Linked DNA regions of Mus musculus: regions 2 and 3 are each linked to region 1. Evidence: chromatin contacts called from public Hi-C and HiChIP or PLAC-seq data. All regions are on one chromosome and are shown on one strand. Each heading gives the region's core, a stretch centred on a gene start, on an enhancer-like site or on the middle of the called end of the contact. The rest is flanking DNA. Distances are from core to core; before and after follow the strand shown. Region 1 has its middle 17 kb from the start of Foxo3. Region 2 overlaps Foxo3 (forkhead box O3). Region 3 overlaps Foxo3 (forkhead box O3).

The links. HiChIP or PLAC-seq counts read pairs in DNA pulled down with a chosen protein or histone mark. Hi-C and Micro-C count contacts between places; a contact is called where the count stands out from the background.
Region 2: a contact with region 1 is called in a CTCF HiChIP or PLAC-seq map of CD8 T cells, with 5 read pairs. The contact joins two enhancer-like sites. A contact is called at or near these places in 1 of 39 promoter capture datasets (neutrophils), 1 of 15 datasets of contacts at CTCF or cohesin (CD8 T cells), 21 of 484 Hi-C or Micro-C datasets (8-cell embryo, CD8 T cells, ECoMG myeloid progenitors and 9 more) and 4 of 115 datasets of contacts at active chromatin or transcription factors (CD8 T cells, embryonic stem cells, regulatory T cell precursor and 1 more).
Region 3: a contact with region 1 is called in a Hi-C map of the G1E-ER4 cell line, with 2.2 times the contacts expected there. The contact joins two enhancer-like sites. A contact is called at or near these places in 1 of 39 promoter capture datasets (cranial neural crest), 12 of 484 Hi-C or Micro-C datasets (the AML12 cell line, CD4 T cells, the G1E-ER4 cell line and 4 more) and 1 of 115 datasets of contacts at active chromatin or transcription factors (embryonic stem cells).

The regions. Positions count from the first base shown.
Region 1 is chr10:42,292,418-42,295,881 of GRCm38.p6, reverse strand. No RefSeq gene overlaps it. Among named protein-coding and RNA genes, the nearest start is that of Foxo3, 17 kb to the right of the region's middle. Within about 2 kb of position 1,836, at least 46 of the 459 cell types and tissues checked have an H3K27ac peak or open chromatin away from gene starts, as enhancers often do. A contact at or near this core is called in CD8 T cells, the G1E-ER4 cell line and muscle stem cells, where this site is marked.
Region 2 is chr10:42,191,292-42,194,755 of GRCm38.p6, reverse strand. All of the region lies in intron 3 of Foxo3 (forkhead box O3), which reads left to right. Among named protein-coding and RNA genes, the nearest start is that of Gm38485, 82 kb to the left of the region's middle. Within about 2 kb of position 1,540, at least 52 of the 459 cell types and tissues checked have an H3K27ac peak or open chromatin away from gene starts, as enhancers often do. A contact at or near this core is called in CD8 T cells and the G1E-ER4 cell line, where this site is marked.
Region 3 is chr10:42,218,461-42,221,924 of GRCm38.p6, reverse strand. All of the region lies in intron 2 of Foxo3 (forkhead box O3), which reads left to right. Among named protein-coding and RNA genes, the nearest start is that of Gm38485, 55 kb to the left of the region's middle. Within about 2 kb of position 1,749, at least 103 of the 459 cell types and tissues checked have an H3K27ac peak or open chromatin away from gene starts, as enhancers often do. A contact at or near this core is called in the G1E-ER4 cell line and muscle stem cells, where this site is marked.

The sequences.
Region 1 (3,464 bases), core at 587-3,086:
GGTGGAGGCAGAAGGATCAAGTTCAAGGTCATCCTTCACTGCATAGCTAGTTCAGTACTGCTACTACTACTGCTGCTGCTGCTACTACTACTACTACTGCTACTACAATCAGTGTGAATTCCAAAGTGGATATTTCTGAGTGTGTTAGCTTGTACCTGTAACCTCAACACTCAGGGGAGTGAATCCAGAGGATTACTGAGAGTTCAAGGCCAGCTTAGGCTACATGATAAAACCCTGTCAATACACATATACATACATATATACACACATACATATACATTATGCATAAACACATACAAATATATACATATATACACACATACATACACACATATACAAACATACATATACATACATACATGCATACACACATACATAATATATACATACAGGCAGACATATACACACATACATATATTACGCATACACATACAGACATAATATACACACACACACACACACACACACACACATATATATATATATATACATGCATAATACATAATACATACACATAATACACACTCCTACATGAGTATTGATATGTAGAGTGGTGGGCAGTGAACCCCAGCAAGTCACTGGGCTGCCACAGCACTGTTTTTCTCTTCCCTGCCTTCATCTCCTTGTCTTTAGAGCAAGCTCGTCCTCCCAGCCACAAGATGGCAGGAGAAGATCAGAAATTCAAGCATAGTCTCTGCCTCTGATGAAACCTATCACAGTGCCCTGGCACCTAGTTAGAAAATACTTTTCTTTTCTTTCCTTTTCTCTCCTTTCCTTTTCTCTCTTTTCCTTTTCTCTCCTTTCCTTTTTCTCTCTTTTCCTTTCCTTTCCTTTCCTTTCCTTTCCCTTCCCTTCCTCTTCCTTTCTTTCTTTCTTTCTTTCTTTCTTCCTTCCTTCCTTCCTTCCTTCCTCCCTCCCTCTCTTCCTTCCTTCCTTCCTTCCTTCCTTCCTCCCTCCCTCCCTCTCTTCCTTCCTTCCTTCCTTCCTTCCTTCCTTCCTTCCTTCCTTCCTTCCTTCCTTTCTTCTCTAGTTTTCTTGGTAACAAGGTGCAGGCTAATGCAATCACACTTCCCAGTGTGATCTTGAAAGCTGCCAACAAGAAATGGGCACTGCGATTCTGTGCTCTTCTCCCTCTCTGCCTACAAAGTTGGGGCCCTGTTGTGGTCAGCCACACCGTGATAAAACCAGTGAGACTGAGCCCAGCAGATATAAGTGTTTCTAGAAAAGGGATGTCATGTGCCATGCTGCCTGTACCCATCATCTGCCACACATGCAGGTGTCTTGGATTCTTACTAGCAATAGACCTTGGGATGTGTGCCAAACATGTTTGGAATCCCAATGTCATTCCTAGTATGGTAAGCTAGTGTCCCCAGCTGGGTTACAAACATTCAGACAAAGCCAACCCTTGGCAGGTGCCAGTCAATTAAAATACTCATTTCCCCATGAGAAACACTGGAACCCAGGAAGTGTGGTTGAGATCTGAGTGGTTTCCACTGAGCCAGGCCCTCTTGGCCTCTCCCTGTTAGCTGGAAACAAGGCAGGATTGACCTAGAGGGCCTCGAGTTGTGGGTAAATAGAAGAAGCACTCGTTCATCTGAGGGAACCTTCATGGCATTGTGTGAAAATGATGGCTCCTTCATCCTGGTCCATTGGAAAGAATTTACCCCTCCTGAGTACGTCTGAGTGTCCCCATCAGGGCAGGTTAAGGGTCCTGTTTTAGAGGTGACTCATTGTACTAGAAGTTGCTGAGAAGCAGCTGCCTCTGGCCAGTCAGCCAACCAGCTGTGTGTGGGTGGGTGTGTGGGCTCGGGTAAGGTCACCCTCCCCAACGCACTTGTACTGTGGTTTCTTGGTGTCTTGAGCAATGTAATGGAACTGTATGTTTGAGCCTTCCTCAGAGGTCTTTCTGTTCCCTTCTGCCCCTCCCAGAGCTTCCTGGGTAGTGGCCAAGAGGTAGAAAACCAAAGGAGTAAGGCTTACCAGGACGGACACTAGAGATAAGGAGGTCAAGTGCTCAGTTGTTCTGGGGGTCACAGTGCTCCAGGGGCAACTGTGGTGCTCTCTCCGGTGGAGCAGAAAAGCCTGGATAGCAGTCTGAGCTGTGTCTGTGAGAGAGGCTTCTGGAATGGTCATCTTGAGCAAGCCTGGTGGTTTACAAGAAAGGGACTTAAGAGCGAAAGTGGAGACTTGCCTCTGGTATAATGCTTTGGAGTGCGCAAGGCATGTTCTGAAAGCTGCAATCACATGCAGGCACCCGCCGCTGCTTGGCAGCACAGACTGGTGGCCCTGCTGTGTGGCTGAATGCACACAGACATAACCCCTATGTTGGCCATTTTGCAAAGATCCAGGGGAGAGGTGGGGGCAGTGGCACTTGGCAGCAGCAAGGGTAGGGAGCACACAGCTAAGGGGTTACTGATGATACCCAGAGAGAGACGGATGTCAGACAGCATCTCTGGATGCTTCCAACCATGATCACAGCGGCCAGCGGCACTGAAGATTGAGGCTAATAGATGTAGTTGCAAAGCAGACCAACCCACCCTAGGTAATTGCAGGGCTCACACAGGCAAAACAGCTGGTCAAGTGCTTGCTGAGAGCTCCACTGGCCGACCCCACTTCACCTCCCAAGGTGGTTCTGAAGGTTGAGGCTCTCAGGAAAACAAGACCCCGACCGTGAGACTCAATTCATCCCTGGGGTGAGTCACTATTCAATCTTTTAAGAGTTATGCTAGATTAGTATGGAGAAGTGGAACTGGTTATAAAACCCAGAAGACATGTTGGGGTCTTCATAAAAGCACATCTGCTTCCAAGGGGGGATTCTGCCAGGTGTGCTGGTACATGCCTCTAGTCTTAGAACGTGGCGAGTGGAAGCAGGAGATGTCAAGTTAAAGCCAGCCTGGCCTATATAGTGAGACCCTGTCTCCAAACATCAAAATACCTAAATAGAGACTAAGAAGGTTCTTTTCCTATCTGGCTCATTCTTTTTGGTGAGAGTGGGCATGCTTCAGTCAAGGGGGACAGAGGAGGCTGGTACCTGTACCTCTAAGGTGCGATTTCTTGCCAGCAGGAGGTGTTGGCAGTTTTTCCTTAGCTTTGTTTCTAATGAAAAGGGAACAGGGGATGTAAGAACCGAGAGACTTGTGGGGCTGTGGTGGCGCATGCCTTTAATCCCAGCACTCAGGAGGCAGAGGCAGGCGGATTTCTGAGTTCAAGGCCAGCCTGGTCTACAGAGTGAGTTCCAGGACAGCCAGGGCTACACAGAGAAACCCTGCCTTGAAAAACAAAAACAAAAAAACACGAGAGACTTGACAGTCAGATAGAGAAACTGTCCTTTGGGAAAAATTTCCAAGTCTTTTACATATGAGGGTCCGTTTTGGTGTTAAAGGGTGCCCAGTACGCCAACAACATTGCCATTTTACTTTGTATCCACTGAGAGAAGGAAACAACCCATAATCATAGCTATAAAC
Region 2 (3,464 bases), core at 291-2,790, 100 kb after region 1:
ATAGCCTTCAATTTTATTAGTGCTAAACTTAGCACTAATAAACTTAGCTTGTTTCCACTTTATTAAAGGCAGACTCTCAGCCTCACCTTCCCTGACGAGTGTCCCCAGCCCCAGAGCCCCATCCTTCTGGTTTGCCGCTGCCTTGGTATTTCTCCAGACTGGTTTGCAGTGTGCTGACCCAAGGTCATGTGGCCCCATTGAGGCTAAAAGGAGCAGCCCTGGCCAGGTGACATTTTACTGAAGAACCTCTGTGACAGGCTCTGGAGATCTGGGAGTCTGATGTGTAGCTGTGTGTTGGTAGCGTCACGTCCTGGGTGGGTAGCGCCCCATCCTTCACCCATGCTTGTGGACTTTTCCATGTACAGGAGCGGGAGACGGGACTTGGTGGCTGTAGTCTGGGCTTTCAGTGAGCCCTCTTAAGCTTGACAAGACCCATGCCGGATGACTTAGCATGCCTTAGCATGCTGGAATTTCTTGGTCATCCCTGCCTACAATCTCACTGTTACACATTTTCCACTTGTTTTTACTATGAGCATAAAAATAAGGTCCTGCTACTTCAGGAGCTCCAAAGGTCAAAGGTCAGGCTGAACTCAGATGCCAGCTTCTTGTTAACTATCCAGCAAGACCTCTCCTTTAGTTCGTGCCTGTCTTCAAGGGCCAGTTTCTCAGATGAGCACCCACCTCAGCACATTGTCTCTGGGCTCTACTCTGAGGGGACCTGCAGGTGAAAACACCTCTGCAGCTCACCCAGAGTTGCACAGGGTCCCTGTGGCGGAAAAACTGAGCTTCGCAGATGGGTCTGTGGGATGGTGTCCTGCTATTTGTCTCTGAGTCTCTCCAGGCTTACTTACACAGAGGGACAAACGTTTACACCTCCCCTGCAGAGCCCCCCTTTTGTAAGAACGTGTGGGGCACGATGTTTTCTCCCATGATCCCGTAATCTCATGGCAGACCACAGTCAGCCTTACACTGTTTGCAGAAGGCAGCTGCTTTCCTTGACAACCAACTCTAGTTTAGGTTTCTTTTCATGCCTTCTGGGGCTTTGCACTCAAAGTCCTGCTTGCCATTTGGGGAGTACACATTAGAGAGGCTGTCAAAGAGAGATTCTGCCGCATGGGCTGGTAAGGTTTGGAGCCTTACCAAAGTGTTCCTTTAGCATCTCTGAAGCTGGGCAGTGGTGGCACACGCCTTTATTTAATCCCAGCACTTGGGAGGCAGAGGCAGGCGAATTTCTGAGTTCACTACAAAGTGAGTTCCAGGACAGCCAGGACTATAACAGAGAAACTCTGTTTCAAAAAACCAAAAGAAAAAAGAAAGAAAGCATCTCTGAAGGGGGCTGCGGTCGGGCTTCACTGTGGGAGAAGCCTTGCCTCCCATTGTTTCGGAAGCCAGAGCCAACCTGAGCTATTCCACTGTTGTAGGAAAGAAACCTGGCTCTTCCGTCCTGACAGGCACCCACGGTCTGACCTCTAAGGGCTGGTGGTCGCTTGTTTTGCATAACACGAAGACAGGAAATCCAGTCACCATGCTGTGGCTCTGGCAAGCCTCAGTTGGGTGAACATCTGAAAGGTCAGGCTGTCTTCGAGGTGTTGCCCCAGTGCTAAGCACTGCTCTGTAGACTGAGGAACTGCTGGGCTACAAGAGTCTGGTCTGCTTTTATCTCCTCCCCTCCCAGCAAGAGACATGACCCTCACTCTAACCCCAGATCTTCTGTTTGTTTAGTGACCTCTTAAGCCTATGGTGTTCATTTGTTGAAGGGCAAGAGTCTTTGGTCATGATGTCTCCGGGTAATGCCAGTGTTTGTAGAGAACAGGCTCTAATTGTCAGTCTCTGTTTGATTGAAGGTTTCTGTGCTCCTGCCGTGTCCCCCTTTGCCTCCTCCCCCTCCCCCCTCCCCTGTCCCATTCTTTCACCCTCTTCCTAGTGAAAGGATTCTAGCCCATACATTTTCTTTCTTTTTTTTTTCCAGCTAAATATTTATCTCTGGAGTATTTGATTTGGTTCCTTAGGGAAGTTAATGGCCAAGGAGACCCCCAGCCAGAGGCACTCTTACACTTAGGTTCGAAGTCAAAATCCTAACTCACTCTTTGGGGCCTCTAGTAAAGAACATGGCCCAGAGGCTCACTGGAGCATCCGTTGATCTTTTGTATGTTTGGAAATGATCAGAAAGCCGTGCAGACCAACAGTCATAAATAGTCAAAAATGTGCTGATGGGCCTGTTAGGTGGTGGAAGTAGAACGCTAGCTGTCGCTGAGTGCCGTGGCCAGTGGAGTTCCCTTCAGGCTGCTCTGCAGTGCAGGGGGGCACAGAGGTGGGCTCCACGGGAAGGCAGAGTGTGGGCAAAGCTCTCCGCCTGAGGAGACCCAGCATCCGGTCCGTCCTTCCTGCTCACTCTGGTTTCCCTCCTCGCTGGGCTTTGGCCCTCATCTGTTTCACCCTGTCTATGTCTTGATCCTACTTTAGAGATGGATGTGTAGTTTGAACTCTGGAATCTGAAGAACTGATTTTTGTTCTGTTGGAAAATTAGTCTCTCAAGATCCAACGTATATATCTAAAATAGGAAAGAGGACTTTGGTGAACCGTCTTCTGTGCCTGGGACCCGGCCCCTCAGTGAGGTGGTGTCTCCACTCCACCCACCTTCAGGAGGCCGTGAGTGTCTCACCCTGCATGCTGTCATAATTCACCCCACCTCACCCCAGGGTCACACCCGGGCAAGGTAAATAGGAACTATTCAGGTCATGGCTTAGGTCTGTGAACATTTCTTCAAGGCTCCAGTTCTCTTCTGTAGATGGTGGATCTCTTCCTGTGACAGCAGCATGAGACTGAGTAGCAAGACCTTTAATGGTGGGATTTGAGGGCTTTATATGGTGGGCTGTACAGAAACACAGGAAGACTGATTCCATGGGTGAGAGTCTGTTGAATGTTTATATGCGCCTTTTACTCAGTTTCATCTTACAAGAAACAGGAGTTTTCTTCCTGGAAGCATTATCAGTCTGCACTTGTGCTCCGCAAGCAGAAGGCTCTGCTGGGTGCCGGAGGTCCTAGAACCTGCAGCATCTGGGGATTGCAGTGAGCAGGGAGGAAAGTAGGGGCCGGCCACTCAAAGAGCCTGGCTCCTTCACTTAGCTAAGGCTTCATGCGAACCTGTTTTGTTTTGTGTTGTGTTTTTACTTTAAGCTCTCTTTGGGAACACTGTCTTTCAGTCACAAGGATTTGTGCTCTCGAGAGCAAACTCTGTGCCTAAGGCGATGCTCCTGAAGTAGCGAGTGTTCCCGGCACTCACCGTTGTGAAGACTGTCCCGCTTTCAAGGAATTCAGTGTTGGGATCTCAGAGTGTGGGTAGGCATCCTGGGCACTTGATGTTTGTGCCAGATGTAAGGCACAGGTGGAGAACATCTGGGGAAGGCAGAGTGAAGGGCTGTGCGGTGGCTCACCTGGATAGGAGGAGAGTAGGCTGGGCGGAG
Region 3 (3,464 bases), core at 500-2,999, 74 kb after region 1:
CTTTTGGAGTAACCTTGGCTTGGACAGGGGTTCTCCATTTCACCAGGACGGACGCTGGAACTTTAAAGTGGCCGTCAGCTGGGAACACCTCTGACATGGGATGTTAGCGTGGTAGCATCATTAGCTGGGGACTTAAACATAGGAGGAGAGTCCTGTCATAAATGCATCACCCGCTGAGCACGATGTTCAGTGGGGTCCAGGTTAATACGTGCTGTGTGCTCTGTGCCCACGTACACCGAGTGGAGGGATAGTGAGCAGTTACAGTGCGGGTTGCCATGGTTAAGGAAACAGAGGTAATCACAGTGAATGATCCTGAGCCCAGCTTTGTAAGAAACTGATTCAAGTGCAAGACATAGGGGGAGAGGAGGAATTTGTCCGATTAGCTGACTTTAAAAAAAAAAGATTGTATGTTTACTGTAGACAAGATAGTATTTAAGGTCTGTAGAGCCTAGGAGATGCTGAGAAAACTGTTTCTACAGTAAAAGCTAGAACGTATTAGGGTAGCAGACAGTGTGTTTGCTGCCTGAAGGTCACATACTTGCGTCATTACAAGTCTGCCCCCGTTGTGTGTGTGTAGCACAATGCACTCTTTGATGCCGGGTGCCGCACTCTCATGTGGAGGACAGTCACGTGCTGCGTTTTCTTCTTTCAGACATTAAGAACATGATCGGTTCTCAGTTTCCAGTTTTAAATGGCTGGTGAGGGGGAGATTACCTAATGAATGGCCTTTGTCTATACCTTTGTGCTATTTTTTTGCTTTTCTTACTATACAGGAGTCAGTTTGGTTGCAACCTCTTAAAAGGAAAGTTGAATCTCCTAGATCTGGGGACCAGCTGCTCAGAGCAGACTGCAGACCCTTCCCTCTGACTGGGCCACTCACGTTTTTAATCACACAGGAGTTTTGACTACTAGGACAGAAGCCTGTGACTTCGTTACATACCACTGGAGTAGGCTCTACTGCTAGGTTGCTCACATTGCTCTGCTTATTTGACCTTAGGAAATAATGTCACCCCTGTGTTTGAGTTTCTTCCTCAATAACGTTAGTTAATAGTGTAGAATAAGACATGGAGAAAATGAAACAGTAGCAACTTACACTGCAAGTCCATGTACAGGCACAGTGAGGTTATAAGGATGGATGGGTGCTGGAAAGGCTGTTCTTCCAGGTGATAAGAGGATATTGCCCCAGGTGACTCAGGATTCCAGAGATAAGACTGAGCTGAGGGGTAAGGAAGTGGTGACCTCATGCCAGCCAAAGCCCCCGAGACGCACAGGAGGAGCTGTGCGGAGGGAGGACCTCGAAAGGGCAGGACCTGTCTGCTCATTTCCTGAACTGTCCCCAGGGTGGTTGAGGTTAAGGCCCAGGCTTTGCTTCCTTTCCATTTTGGCTTCTCTTTAGAGAAACAGCCAGCTCTGGTGTGTGTGTGTGTGTGTGTGTGTGTGTGTGTGTGTGTGTGTGTGGGTGTGTGTGTCTGTGTGGGGGTGGGTGGGTGTGGGTGGGGGTGGGTGGGTGTGAGTGGGGGTGGTGTGTGTGTATGTGGTGTGTGTGGGTGGGTGTGAGTGTGTGTGGTGTGTGTGTACATGGTGTGGGTGGGTGTGTGTAGGCTGCCTCTACAGTGTGATGGGCACCTTCTTCCGTCCCCTGGTTTCTGACAAGGAATACATTCCCTGTGCCATGTCTCATTCTCTGTGTGACTTAATGCACTTGCAGGTGTTGGGTGCATCAAGCACCACCCACTGCACACGATCAAGCGAGCTTCATCCTGTCAAGTGATCAAGCGAGCGGGGGAATGCAGACATGAGCTAGGCTCGGCTGTCCTTTCACTACACCTTTCCAGAGAAGCTTTAAAGAGGAGAAGTTTGGGTGGGGACACACACACAGCATGCTTGCCCCATAGGCTCAATATTGCTCTCTGATCATAGCCCCTCCCCGTGTTGGGACGGCCTGGGGTCAGGGGATAGAGAGTACATTAAGCCCCCTAAGACCTTGTGTCTTTATTTGACTTTATTGGAAATTTTTTACTTATTTTTTAGTTATGTGTATGTGTGTATCTACATGTGAGTATGTGCCCATGTACACATACATGTAGACGTTACCTGTAGATTTCGCATGTAGATAGTACGTATAAGTGAGTGCAGGTACCTATGGAAGCCTCAGGCGACATATCCCCTTGGAGCTAGGGTTACAGGCGGCATGAGCTGCTCAGTGGGGGTGCTTCCAACTGGACATGAGGTGTGTGATACGTTGCATTCTGAGAAAGAAGTGGACTAACCCAGCCCAGCCTTTTTATCACTGCATGTTGGGAGGTGGCCTCCTTGGTTAGACATGTATGGACATCTCTGGAAAGTTTCAGGAGGAGGGCTAGAGTAAGAGTACGACCTGATGATGATACCGTTCCTTGATGAAACCCAGGAAGCTGAATCTGCTCAGACGGGAAGCCCCTCCCCCACCCCCATTGAGCCTCACATTTCACACTGCCCCTGTTCCCAGCCTTGTACTCCCTGAAAGAGTTTGAGAACTTACAGAGCCTAGGCACCCTGGTAACTCTTCAGTGTCCTGGACATTTGGAGTTGAACCACTGAGTGTGAGTCACATGCTGAGAATGAGCAGAGTCGGGGTTCTGAGTGTCGCATAGGCTCTGAGGTTTCCCCCAGCGGAAGTATTTATTGTTGTACCACATTACATGCATAACAGCTTATGTTCTGTTGCCTGTTTTTAAATGTATTTAACGTGTGTGAGTGTTGTCTGCATGCATGTTGTGCCTGTATCATGAGCGTGTCTGGTGTTCCCCACAGGCCAGAAGAAGGCCTTAGAAGGCATTAGATCCCCTGGAAGTGGACTTACAGATAGTTGTGAGCCACCACATGGCTTCTGGGAACTGAGCACAGGTCCTCTGCTAGAGCAGCCAGGGCTTGCTCTTAACCACTCAGCCTCTCTTTTAGGTGTGATGCGTGCCCTGGGGACATGAAGCATAGATTCTCGAGGTTCCTCTGGGTGAGCAGTGCAGGACACAAGAGGAAAACTGAGTCTGGAGCGAGCACAGGGCTGGTCCTGGCTGATGGTACAAGCTTGTGATTCCAGCATGTAGGAGGCAGAGGTGTGGGCCTGTAGGTCCAAGGCTAAGCTGGAGAGCAGAATGAGTTCTAGGCCTGCCGGGGCTGTATGATGAGACTGGAAGAAGAAGAGCCACAAAAACAAACAAAAAACCCTAAATCTAGCCCTTGATTCTCTTCCCCAGAATAGGAGGTGAGCAAAGCTAGTTAATAATCAAATGTGGGACTGGCCTCTCAACATTATTATGCATGTACACACAAAAATCACAACTTGTGTAGGTTATCACACGTAATCAAAACTCCTGATGTCGTGTATAGAATTGAGATTTTGACTCTACCTGAGGGTTTGTTCCTGCTGTCGTGCTTATACGCACCCCAATCATTCATCTTCCCCTAGGCCTAATATTGTCTTC